2 separate regions of the Capra hircus genome follow, and region 2 is linked to region 1. Evidence: chromatin contacts called from public Hi-C data. All regions are on one chromosome and are shown on one strand. The core of a region is the stretch at or near the end of the contact, and the rest is flanking DNA. Distances in the headings are between cores, read along the strand shown.

Evidence for each region. Hi-C and Micro-C count contacts between places; a contact is called where the count stands out from the background.
Region 2: a Hi-C map of liver shows a contact between it and region 1, with 2.9 times the contacts expected there. The contact joins two enhancer-like sites.

Annotation. Positions count from the first base shown.
Region 1 is chr2:7,244,290-7,249,590 of ARS1.2, reverse strand. No RefSeq gene overlaps it. Among named protein-coding and RNA genes, the nearest start is that of IFNLR1, 26 kb to the right of the region's middle. Within about 2 kb of position 2,835, at least 1 of the 5 cell types and tissues checked has an H3K27ac peak or open chromatin away from gene starts, as enhancers often do.
Region 2 is chr2:7,418,370-7,423,670 of ARS1.2, reverse strand. It overlaps STPG1 (O(6)-methylguanine-induced apoptosis 2), which reads left to right. Exons shown (of 10, transcript XM_005676845.3): 4 at 910-1,028. Among named protein-coding and RNA genes, the nearest start is that of STPG1, 20 kb to the left of the region's middle. Within about 2 kb of position 1,995, at least 1 of the 5 cell types and tissues checked has an H3K27ac peak or open chromatin away from gene starts, as enhancers often do.

The sequences.
Region 1 (5,301 bases), core at 1,586-4,085:
GGATGGTGGTAGGGGTTAGATTCAATCATGCGATGTGCAAGATTGTGTACTGCAAATTTAGAGTAGCCTGGTAGCTAGCTGATCATAATTTACAGGGGACCAGGAGCCAAGTGCCAGTTTCAGTTGGCCAGAATTTGTATCATTGTGGGGTTTTGTTGGATTTTGTTATCATTCCTATCTTAAGGATGCAAAACCCCATTTCCCTTGGGAATCATCTCCTCCTGGGTGTCTCTTCATTCTTCATTTCCAGCTTGTGCCTTCTCATCTGAGAAAAGTGGATTTCAAAACCATCATATGATGCTTGTTGGATCTGCTTGTTAACCAAGAGTTACTAGGTTAAAAATGAGGACCAGAGGTTACTTTCAGGAGAAAAGCCACAGGTATCGGTGCGTGAACTTTGTGCTGTCTGTTTCGTGTGTTCAGAGGTCTTTTTTTTTTTTTTACTTATTTCCTGATTCACAGATGAGGCTGCCTGATATGGAGTCTGAAGAGCATAAGTGTTATCATCACCTGAATAAATTCTGTCTGCTTTGGAATGTACAGTACGGAATGATTTGTGTGTGTGTGTGTGTGTGTGTGTGTGTGTGTGTGTGTGTGTGCCTGGAAATGACTTCCTTAGATTAGACTTAGAAGAATTATTTTGACAAACATATCTTAGGTGCCCTCGCTGTGCCAGGCAGTGAGTACAGGGAGCCAGCCAGCTGGGATCCAGAGCTAAGTGTACACCTCAGCCTGATAAAGTGTTACCCAGCTGTTCATTCATTCCCTCATTCATCAAGAAATATTTAATAAGCACCCATGTGTGCCAAGCGTGACTCTAGGAATTTACTCACATTAAATCCCTTTATCTTTAAAATTACTATGCAGGGTAGGTCTAATAATCCCCACTTGACAGATGAAAAAACTGAGAGTCCGGACGGTGAAGTCACCTGTGCAGGATCACACCTCCAGGAAGGGGTGGAGCGGGGCTTGAGCTCTCAACCCCTCCCCCACCCTCCCCCCATCCTGGGTTCTGACTCCCCCCTACCCGGGAAAGCTTTGCGTAACTGCTCTCTAAGAACCTTGAATGGGGAGCGCTTGGCTTTGCCTGGCTCTGGGAGCCGGGGGACGTGAAACGGGTATTACCTTAAGCTCTTTACAAACTTAGATGGTTCCACCCTTGAGAGATACCTAAGCACCAGCCTCCCATGACAAGCGGGGGGTGGCGGGGAAAGTCAGTAGTTCTGGGGCCCTGGTGACGCTGGCTAAGTGCCAACTCTTTTCAGTCCCAGAGTAAAGCCGGGCTGAGCGCTAGCAAACAGAAGAGCGGGTGAGGGGTCAGCCATCAATCAGGAAGGACGGGAGGTTTGCCTCTGGGGAAACGCCTGCGTTCTTGCTTTGTTTAGTGGACTTTGCGCCCCAGAATCTCCTCTGCCCCATGAGCTGAGTAAACTGCTAGGCAAGCTATGTAACTTTTCTGTTCCTCACTTTCCATATTTATAAGGAAATACAGATTCAAAAAAACACAGGAAACAAAATACAGATGGTAAGCCCTACCCTATGAGGGTTAAACGAAATCATGTGTTAGCTGTATGCAACATGAATTGGCCAGACATATGAAAAGTGAATCACAGGTGATAACCCCTTTTACTCCCCTCTGTACCCATGGCAGACATCACTAATAGATCACAGGCCCCTTGCAGCATCTTAGTTCCCTGACCAGGGATTGAACCCAGGGCCCCGGCAGTGAGAGCGCCGAGTCCTAACCACTGGACCACCAGAAAATTCCCCAAAGTTAGTGATTTTAAACAAGCATTTTATGACGTCTCATGATTTCGTGGGTTAGGAATTCAGGCAGGGGTCGGTGGAGCAATACTTTGGCTCCACATGGTGTTACTGAGGTTGCTTGATGCAGCTGGCAGCTGGGCTCATCTGCAGGGCCCTCAGTAATACCCACATTCCTGGCGACTTGATGGACACTGGCTGGGCCCCAGTGGGTTGCTCTCCCTTTCCATGCAGTCTTGGGACCTCTGTGTGGGACTTCACCACCCAGGGTAGTAAGACCTGTCAATGGCACAGCTCAAAATTCCACCTGACAGCAAGTAGAAGCTGCAGTCTCTCAAGGCCTGAGCCAGGGCCTAGAAGGGCACTTCTGCTGAGTTCTGTTGGTCAAAGCAGTCACAGGCCCATCTAGGTTTAAGAGAAGGGGACCTGGACCCCACCTCTCCATGGGAGGAAAGTCAAAGAATTTGCAGCCATCTTTAATCTGCTACAGCAGGGGAGATGAAGTTTGTCTGCCAAGCTCCAGAAATGATCAGCAAATCACAGAGCCCTTCTTACTCCTCCCTAAGTACTCACTGTCCCCATCTGTATTTATTGTGCCAAGCTTACGGGGGATACAGAAATAAGCCTGTCCAGATCCCTGCCCTCCAGCTCACAGTACATCTGGAGAAACGGGCCGTTTTCCATAAAGAAGTAACAGGGCCAGGACTTCCTTAGAGGCCTAGTAGCTAAGACTCTGTGCTTCCAATACAGGGGGCCCCGGTTTGATCCCTGGTCAGGAACTAGATCCCACATAATGCAAGTAAGACCCAGCACAGTCTAATAATTTTTTTTTTTTAATAAAAAGAAAGTAACAGGGCCAAGTGATTCAGCCAAGGGAGAGATACAGATCCTTCAGAGGCTCAGAGGAGAGGAATATGGCTCCCACTGAGGGATGGGCTATAGGCAGGTGGCCTCTGGGCTGCATTTGAAAGATGATGAAATTTTACAACTGGATTCACATATCCATCGAGCATTTCTTGGATGCCTGCTGTGTGCCAGGTGCTGTCTTTGGCCCTGAGGATGTAACAGTAGACAGGACTCCTCTCCCAAGAAGCTGACCGTTCTGGTTGGGGAAGACTATTAACAGGCAAGGTAGTAAATAAATAAAGAGCATAGTTTCTGATCATGATAAAGACTGTGAAGAGAATAAAGTGGGATAAAGGGGCCAAGTGTAACTGGGGTGGGGGAGGTTGCTGCAGGTAGGGACTCAAGCAAGGTCCCCAGACAGCACTGGAACAGGGATAGAATGGGTGTGAAGGTGCCAGCCAGGTAAGCACTGAGGCCCACGTGCCAGGCAGGGTGTCCACCAGTGTGAAGGCCTTGGTGGGACAGCAGTGGTCACAGTGCTGTCTGAGAAACAGGAAGAGACCAGGGAGGATGCTGTCCGCTGGGCACGGGGCAGGGAAGGCAGGGCCAAGCAGGAGGCTCTAGAGGTCCTGGGATGGAGTTTTAGGTTAACTAAGGTTTAACTCGAGTTTGTTGTAAGAAGAGCCCTCTGGCTGCTGTGTAAATGGTGGACTAGACAGCGTGGAATCTGGAGGCTGTTAGGGAGGCTGCTGTGATGCCCACAGTGGAGATTTGGGGTGATGAGAGGAGTGGAAGTTGGTAGAAGGGCTGTATTGGGACTGGTTTGGGAGGTGCTCAAAGCTTTTGCAAATGGACAGATGGAGGGGTGTAGAAATCAAAGAAGCCTCCAGAGTTTGGGGCCTGGCAGTACTGGGTAGAAGGCCAGGGGTGCATTTCCTGAAAAAAAGGAGACGGGATGAATTTAGTCTGAGCAGATGGCATGGTTGCCATTTGAATCTTTGCTTCACATTTTCAAGCATCTATCAATGTAACCTTGCAACAGTTATCATTTTAAAATGTTGTCTGGAGACTTCCCTGGCAGTCCAATGGTTGAGAATCCATGCCTCCACTGCAGGGGGCATGAGTTTGATCCCTGGTTGGGGAATTAAGGTCCCGCATGTCACACAGCATGGCCTAAATAAATGAATAAAAATAAATTTAAAATATTGTCTATGAGACAGGATTTCTGGTGCCTATTTTGCAGCTGAGCAAACCAAGACGAACCACCCGTCCCCCAGCTAGCAGAAGCAGAGCAGGCTGTGAACCCAAGGTCTAGCCAACTCCAAACCCCTTGTCATACATTATACACCAGTGGTTCTCAACCCCACCCACACCAGGGGACACTGGGCAGTGTCTGGAGACACTTGGGGCTGCCACACGTGGAGAGGCGCAAGAGTGGGTAGGAGCCAGCAATGACGCTAAACACCCTGCATGCTGTGGGGCAGTCTCCGCAACAAAGAGTTATCTCGCCCCAAACGTCAGGAGTGCTGAGGCGCAGGAGCCATGATGCAGACCCTCCAAGAGAGGTGAAGAACACTACAAGTAGAATGGGGTATAGTTTATGTGCTGGGACTCGAATGAGCAAAGACACTGGGGCCAGAAAGCCCAAACAATGGGTGAGAAGACATCCACGCTGGCCAAGGGGTCACGTGGGGCATGCACATTGAGAGGTGGGCTTGGACCAGATCCTGGCAGGGTTTGTGGGGGGCCAGAGCAAGGAGACTGGACTCCCCTCAGGGGCAACAGGAGAGCCTGGGGTCAAGCCCAGGGCAGGGGGCATGATGGGAGAGCATGCTTTTCCTTCCCTTATCCCTCTTAGGAAAATCGCTGATGACTCTCCTCACATTGAGGAATAAAAGACAGAATATAGAACTGGTGACCCTTTCCCTGGCTATCTGCATTTTAATGATGGCAAAGCGTTAAGCCAAAGAAGTGAGGCAATAATGGTGGAATTTCAGGCATCAGCAAGATAAGTCTGGGCAGAGAAGCCTGCCAGGGAGTGATCTCAGCCTGGGCTGAGGAGGTCAGAGGCCTGGGCCAGATTTAGAAAGCCCAGATAAGAAAGCACACTGATTTCCCATTAAGTCAACATCCACAGAGCACTCAGGGTGCATGTCAGGCGCTGGTAAGGGCTCTGCCTGCAGCACCGGCATAGGCCCCCGCACCTGTGAGGACAGCTCTGCCCCAGACAAAACCCAAGGCACTCAGGGATTAAGTAGAAAGTCGTGGAGCTGGACGTTGAACTCAGGCAGTACCCCTCTGGGGCCTGTGTACTTTATCTTGACCTAACCCAGAGAAATCATAATTATCACCATTCTAGGCTTTACCTATACTAACTCACGCACACCTCACAACAAGCCTGTCAAGTAGTACTATTATTGTCCCCATTTCACAGATTAGGAGACTGAGGCACAGAGAGGGAAGTAACTTGCCGAAGGTCATACAGCCACATGCTAGGACTGAAGTCCAGGCACGCCCACTCCAGGGCCCACACTCCTTCCAGGCACTCCACTGGAAGCCAGGGCTTTGTGGGAGGGCAGAGGAGGGACCCAGGCCAGCTGTGCAGCTCCAGGCCATTTCTGAGATTTCCCAGTCTCGTGATGGGAGATTAACACTCTGGGAATTGCAGACACCAGGGATGGGGTGGGTGGT
Region 2 (5,301 bases), core at 746-3,245, 170 kb before region 1:
ATTCTGCCCTGTCTCTGAGGCAAAACCCTTCTGCGTATTTCCCTCTGTTGCGCGAATTATGAAGTTTTCCACTCTGACTTGTGGGGACGGGAGTGGCTGCTGTTCCCACTGTTCAGGCCTCACTGTCCCACTCTGATGTTTCAGTTGAGTCTTTTCCCAGCCTTGTGGAGCTTTCTCGCGTGCCTGTGCTGATCGACGCTCGGAAACTGCTCGAGGGGAGCCCAGTGCAGGCCTCCAGGACCCTTCCTCTGTGCAGCTGTCTCTCCTCTGCACCATCCGTGGGGGGTGGGAGGGAGGAAAAGGGGGAGTTTATCTATCACTGACACCTCACAATCCACACAGATAAAAACTTGTTTTCTATAAATGGTCCTCTTCTGCTTTTTCACCCCAAGTCTGCCCAAAGCAGGCACTTAAACTTACATTTGTCTTGCATTGTGTGCTGGAGAGTGGCCGGGAGCCCTTTCTGAGATTTATCAGCCTCTCTGTATCGTTACCGAGCGTTGCTCACCTGCGACTGGGCTTAAGAAGAGTGAGGGCTCTCTGTTCCCCGGCCTGGCTTCTCTTCAAGGCTGCCCCAGATGGTTTTGTGTCCCCTTCCTCCTTGGCAAGAATGCCTTTCCTGTCGGATCCTTCCCCTTCTCTGGGACAAAATGCTTTGGCTGTGAGACCAACACTAGTGTAAGAGCTTGGGGGGGGGGGGGGCGGGGGGCGGGGAGGGGGAGGAGGGAACACCAAAAAATTATCAATAGAGTCTTTAAAAAAATCCAGTTTCACGTTTAGCTCTTGTCCAAAGGCAGGCTTCTCTTTTATTCCACTTAGAATAAAATGTTAACATGTAGCTCTGTGTTTTCTGCACGTGTCGGTCATTCTTTGTTTTGAGCTCATTTTTATTCTGTTTTTATCGTTTAGGTTTTACTGCTGCGTATCCAACACAATCCTCCATTCCTTATAAATATCAGCCTTTGATAATCCCAGAATCAGAAAAGAAGGGATTTAATAGTCAAGCCAAGAGATTTTACCACAAACAGGTAACGAAATGAACGACCTTGTCTTACTTTTAGTCTGGATTTTAGTGAGTCTGTCCCCATGACCAGCAGAGGGCAGTGTCACCCAAGGAGCCGCAGCGCCCTCTACGCCGCTGTGCTCCGTCCGGATTGTTAAGAATGAGCTGAAAGGGTATGAAGTCCAGCGGGAAACAACGTGATTTTACTTCATATACCAGAGATTTTTGTATTTTTCATTTTCATAATAATTTTTAAAAATACATTTCTTCTTAAAATTTTTTTGGTCTCTTGGGCCATACTGAAACCAAAAAAAAAATTAACAGAAAGGTATATGAAGTAAAAAGTAAAAAATCCTTTCCTCCCTCTCTCCTCAGCCTTATTCAAAACTTGACAGGAATTAACAAGACTTTCTTCAAATAATAAACGAGCTGTGTAGCTCAGGCGGCAAAAAATCTGCCTGCAATTCAGGAACCCTGAGTTTGATCCCAGGGCCGGGAAGATCCCTTGGAGGAGGGAACAGCTACCCACTCCAGTATTCTTGTCCAAAGAGCCCCATGGACAGACCATGGGGTCGCAAAGAGTTGGACACAACTGAGCAACTCACACACACACACACACACACACACACACACAATAAATGCACAATTACCTTTGTGGTGGTACATCCACTCTTTTTCTTAAGCTTCAGCAGTGTGCTATATAATGTTTCTGCATTTCCCCCAGTCTCACCTTCTTCCCCAGATATCTGTGCCTCTTTTCCTCTCTGATGTGGAAGATTCTCTGTGGCTCCTCGGGAAGGTGTTCCCCTGGTAACTTGAAATTTCACCCGCTGAAGGCCCAGGTCTGACGTTCTCTCCTCTCACCAGCAGGGGGCGGAAGCAACTCACAGACGCCAGAGCCTTTAAAAATCGTTCCCTTGTTCTAACTAGGACCTTCAGAATAGCATTCTTTTGGAGGAGCCGTCATGTCAGTTACCTTTAGCTGCATTCTAAAAATGTTTTTCATCCTACCCCCGCGGCCACGGTGGCGAGAGGGAACGGGGAGGTCTGGGTCCTGGACTAAGATGAGTCCTTCGCAAGCCACATGCCCTTTGGCCTGCTTCCTCCTTCTTAAGCAAGAGCGCTCGCTAGGGAAGTTCCTTCTACTTCTGCTATTTTAGGATTCCAAAGAGCAAATATAGCATGTGTGCATACACACACACACACACACACACACACACACACACATATTTTTAATTACTTGTAGGTTTTCTCCAAAGGTGATAAATAAGCTATTTGTTTACTCAAGAGATTTCTCCCTTCTCTCTTATGTTTTAACTGTCTCTTTGTCTCTCTCCCTTTTGGTCTGATCCATTTACTGAGCATGTACTGTCTATCCCTCTGATATCTGCAGCCCGACCTCCAAGAGGGAGGGGACATAGGTATACCCATGGCTGATTCATGTTGACGTTTGGCAGGAAACAACACAATTCTGTAAAGCAATTATCCTTCAATTAAAAAAAAAAAAAGCAGCCACCATTTACCGATCCCTTCTTTTATGAAATCAGTTTTAGACGGTATTTCTAATCCTGAGAACAGTGCTAAAAGGAAGGGTTTATACTTTTAACAGAAGAGAAAACCGGGGCTTAGGGAAGTTAAATGATCCACCCAAGGTCTCACAATGCAGGATTTGGCACATAAGAGCCCTCACATGGATATCTGCTGAATCAATGTTGAAAGAATTAGACCTCAAACCCAGGCTCAACTCACTCCAAAACCTCACGCTCTGTCTACACATGACACCACACCTCCCTCTGTGGCCTGCAAAGTCATCAAGTCCATCTATGACAGCGAGCCAGCGCTGTTTTCAAAAGGCCTCCCCCGGACAGACCAAGCTCAAAACAGGGGAACGTGTCACGTGTGAGGCCCCATTCCAGATGATCACGGTGTGAAGACTCAAATCCAGAGATGTGAATGGTCTGGTTTTTAAAGTCTGCATTTTCAACTACTATTGAAAAAGTAGAGATTTCTACTTTCTACTTGGTAGAAATTGTTCTCCTGAAGGAATCAAGGTGCCAGCCAGCCAAAGCTATAGGCAGCATCTGATATAGAGAGAAATAGCTCAGAAATTTGATCCAGACTTTTTAAACGTGGTCGTGTTGGTTCGACAACATGAAAACATTCATCTAAGCATTTGAAAGCATTTTGTAAATAAGTATGGAACTTTATGGAAAGGGCATGGGATCCATAAACCAGGTCCCCGGAATTCTGTTATTAGCTGCGTGGCTTTAGACTACTCCCTTGACTTTTTGTGGGCTTCAGTTTCCTCATCTGAAATATACTATTCAGGTTATTATAATATTTTAGGTTCTTTAAGCTGTAAAAACAGGACAAAAAAATACCTTAATCCACACTCACAATTCTCCTTCTTCCTGAAGAAACTTGAGCATTGAGAAGCTAAGAATCCTGTTTAACATCACCCAATAATTTAGTGAGGCAATGCAAATTAAAAGCAGATTTTAAAACTCCAGTGCCTCACCACCCTTCTTATAACATTAACTGTACACACCCTGGGCCTGATCTCATAACTTGGTTGTGTCCTCACATCAGGCCTGTGACCCATTTAGCACAACTTTAACGTGGAGCATGAGTGCCCTCTGAAATGTGCACTTACCTTAATCAGACTTCTGCAGAGACACCTCAGGGCGCCACAGCCCAGCTCGCATTCCCCGTAAGAATCTGACTGCTGGGTACAAGGAATCCTTCCTGAGCTCGGTGTCTGGACTGGCAATTTCGGCTGCTAGGAGTGAAGCCTGCTTCCCCAAACATTTTACAATTATTTACAGACTCTGCATGCATGAAGAGACATGCCTAATCTAAGACCGAGCCTAGCCCAGAAACCCAAAGGACGCTTTCCTCCCCTGCCTCCCCAATTCTGTCCCACTGTCACTGTGGACTGGGGTCACTATTTCCCAAGCTGGCTAACACTAAGGATACCCACTGAAAGTCTTTGCATCTCCATTTCCTCATCGCGAAAATAAGGATGCTATATTAATCATAGGTAGGCCCTTGCCAGGGATTCCTATTCCATAATCCTAAACTTGATTGATCTCTTCCAGGCACAGATGAATGGGTACTGGTATTATACAGACACCCCTTTTCGGGTAGGGTCTGTGTGTCCTACCAGTAGCCATGATTTAAAAATATATGTTAATTTCAGACAGAGCCTGATGGCAAATCCACCCTCCTCGTGCTAAGCAGAACAGTGTTTAATTGTGATGAAATTGTGAAAAATTAGCACTGTTTCCTTATTACCTTGATCAGGCACCAGACCAGGGATATTTCACAGATTTTTCAGTGAAAGGAAGATTTTTCAGTGAAAGTCAGAGATTTTTCAGTGAAAGGAAGTGCAGTTTGCAGAGACCACCTTGTTCAGGGGGATAAGCCCTCCCACACATGCCCTCTGTTGCATGCTTGAAGCTGCAGTGAGCTCTGCCTGACCTTCCTGCTCTGGAAGCCTCTCCTCCACATCAGTCACCAGCGCCCCTTCCTCAGGTGTCTGCAGGGCATACGGGTGGGAAGTGCAAACCCGTGGCCGCACAGACAGCACACCAGGCTCCCCTTGAAGATATGGCATTTCTGACCTCATTTAATCACCATAATCACCATGAGCTAAGTCCTACCATTACCCCCACTTTTCAGATAGTGAACCCTGAGACGTAAAGAGGGTTAAGTAACTTGCATAGCCAAGGTCAGGCGGAGTGAGGACCACCCAGGCGGCAGGTCCTAGCTCCCAGACTGTTTCCCAGCATCTTTGCGGGGGCGGGGGGTGGGGGGCAGTTGGGAGGGGGAGCAGGAGGCATGGAGAATGCACCCCCTCCCCTGAATGCCCCCCACCACCTTCAGCTTGGTGGGGCAGTAATGGATGTGCACATCTGATCAGTGTCCTTTCCAGACCCCAGAGCCCCTCAAAAGTCAGTCGAATGAGTGACCCCATCTCAAGTCCAGGCCTTTGTCATCGAGTCAGGGTAACTCACGCCATCCACCTTACACTGTTTTGCCACGTCGCCTCTGTTCTGTTCCTAGAACATACATACAGGCTGCCAGTCGGTCGTGCCTGTATCCTGGCTCCTTAGCCCAGCCCTGGCCCTCAGCAGGCTTGAGCGTGTGCCTGCTGAATTGACTTTTTGCCCACATTCCACTCGGGATTTCCAGGGACTGCTAATGAGCTGCCACCAGATTCAATAAGGAGGCATGCATGCTCAGTTGCTCAGTCATGTCCGACTCTTTGCCACCCCACGGACTGTAGCCCACCAGGC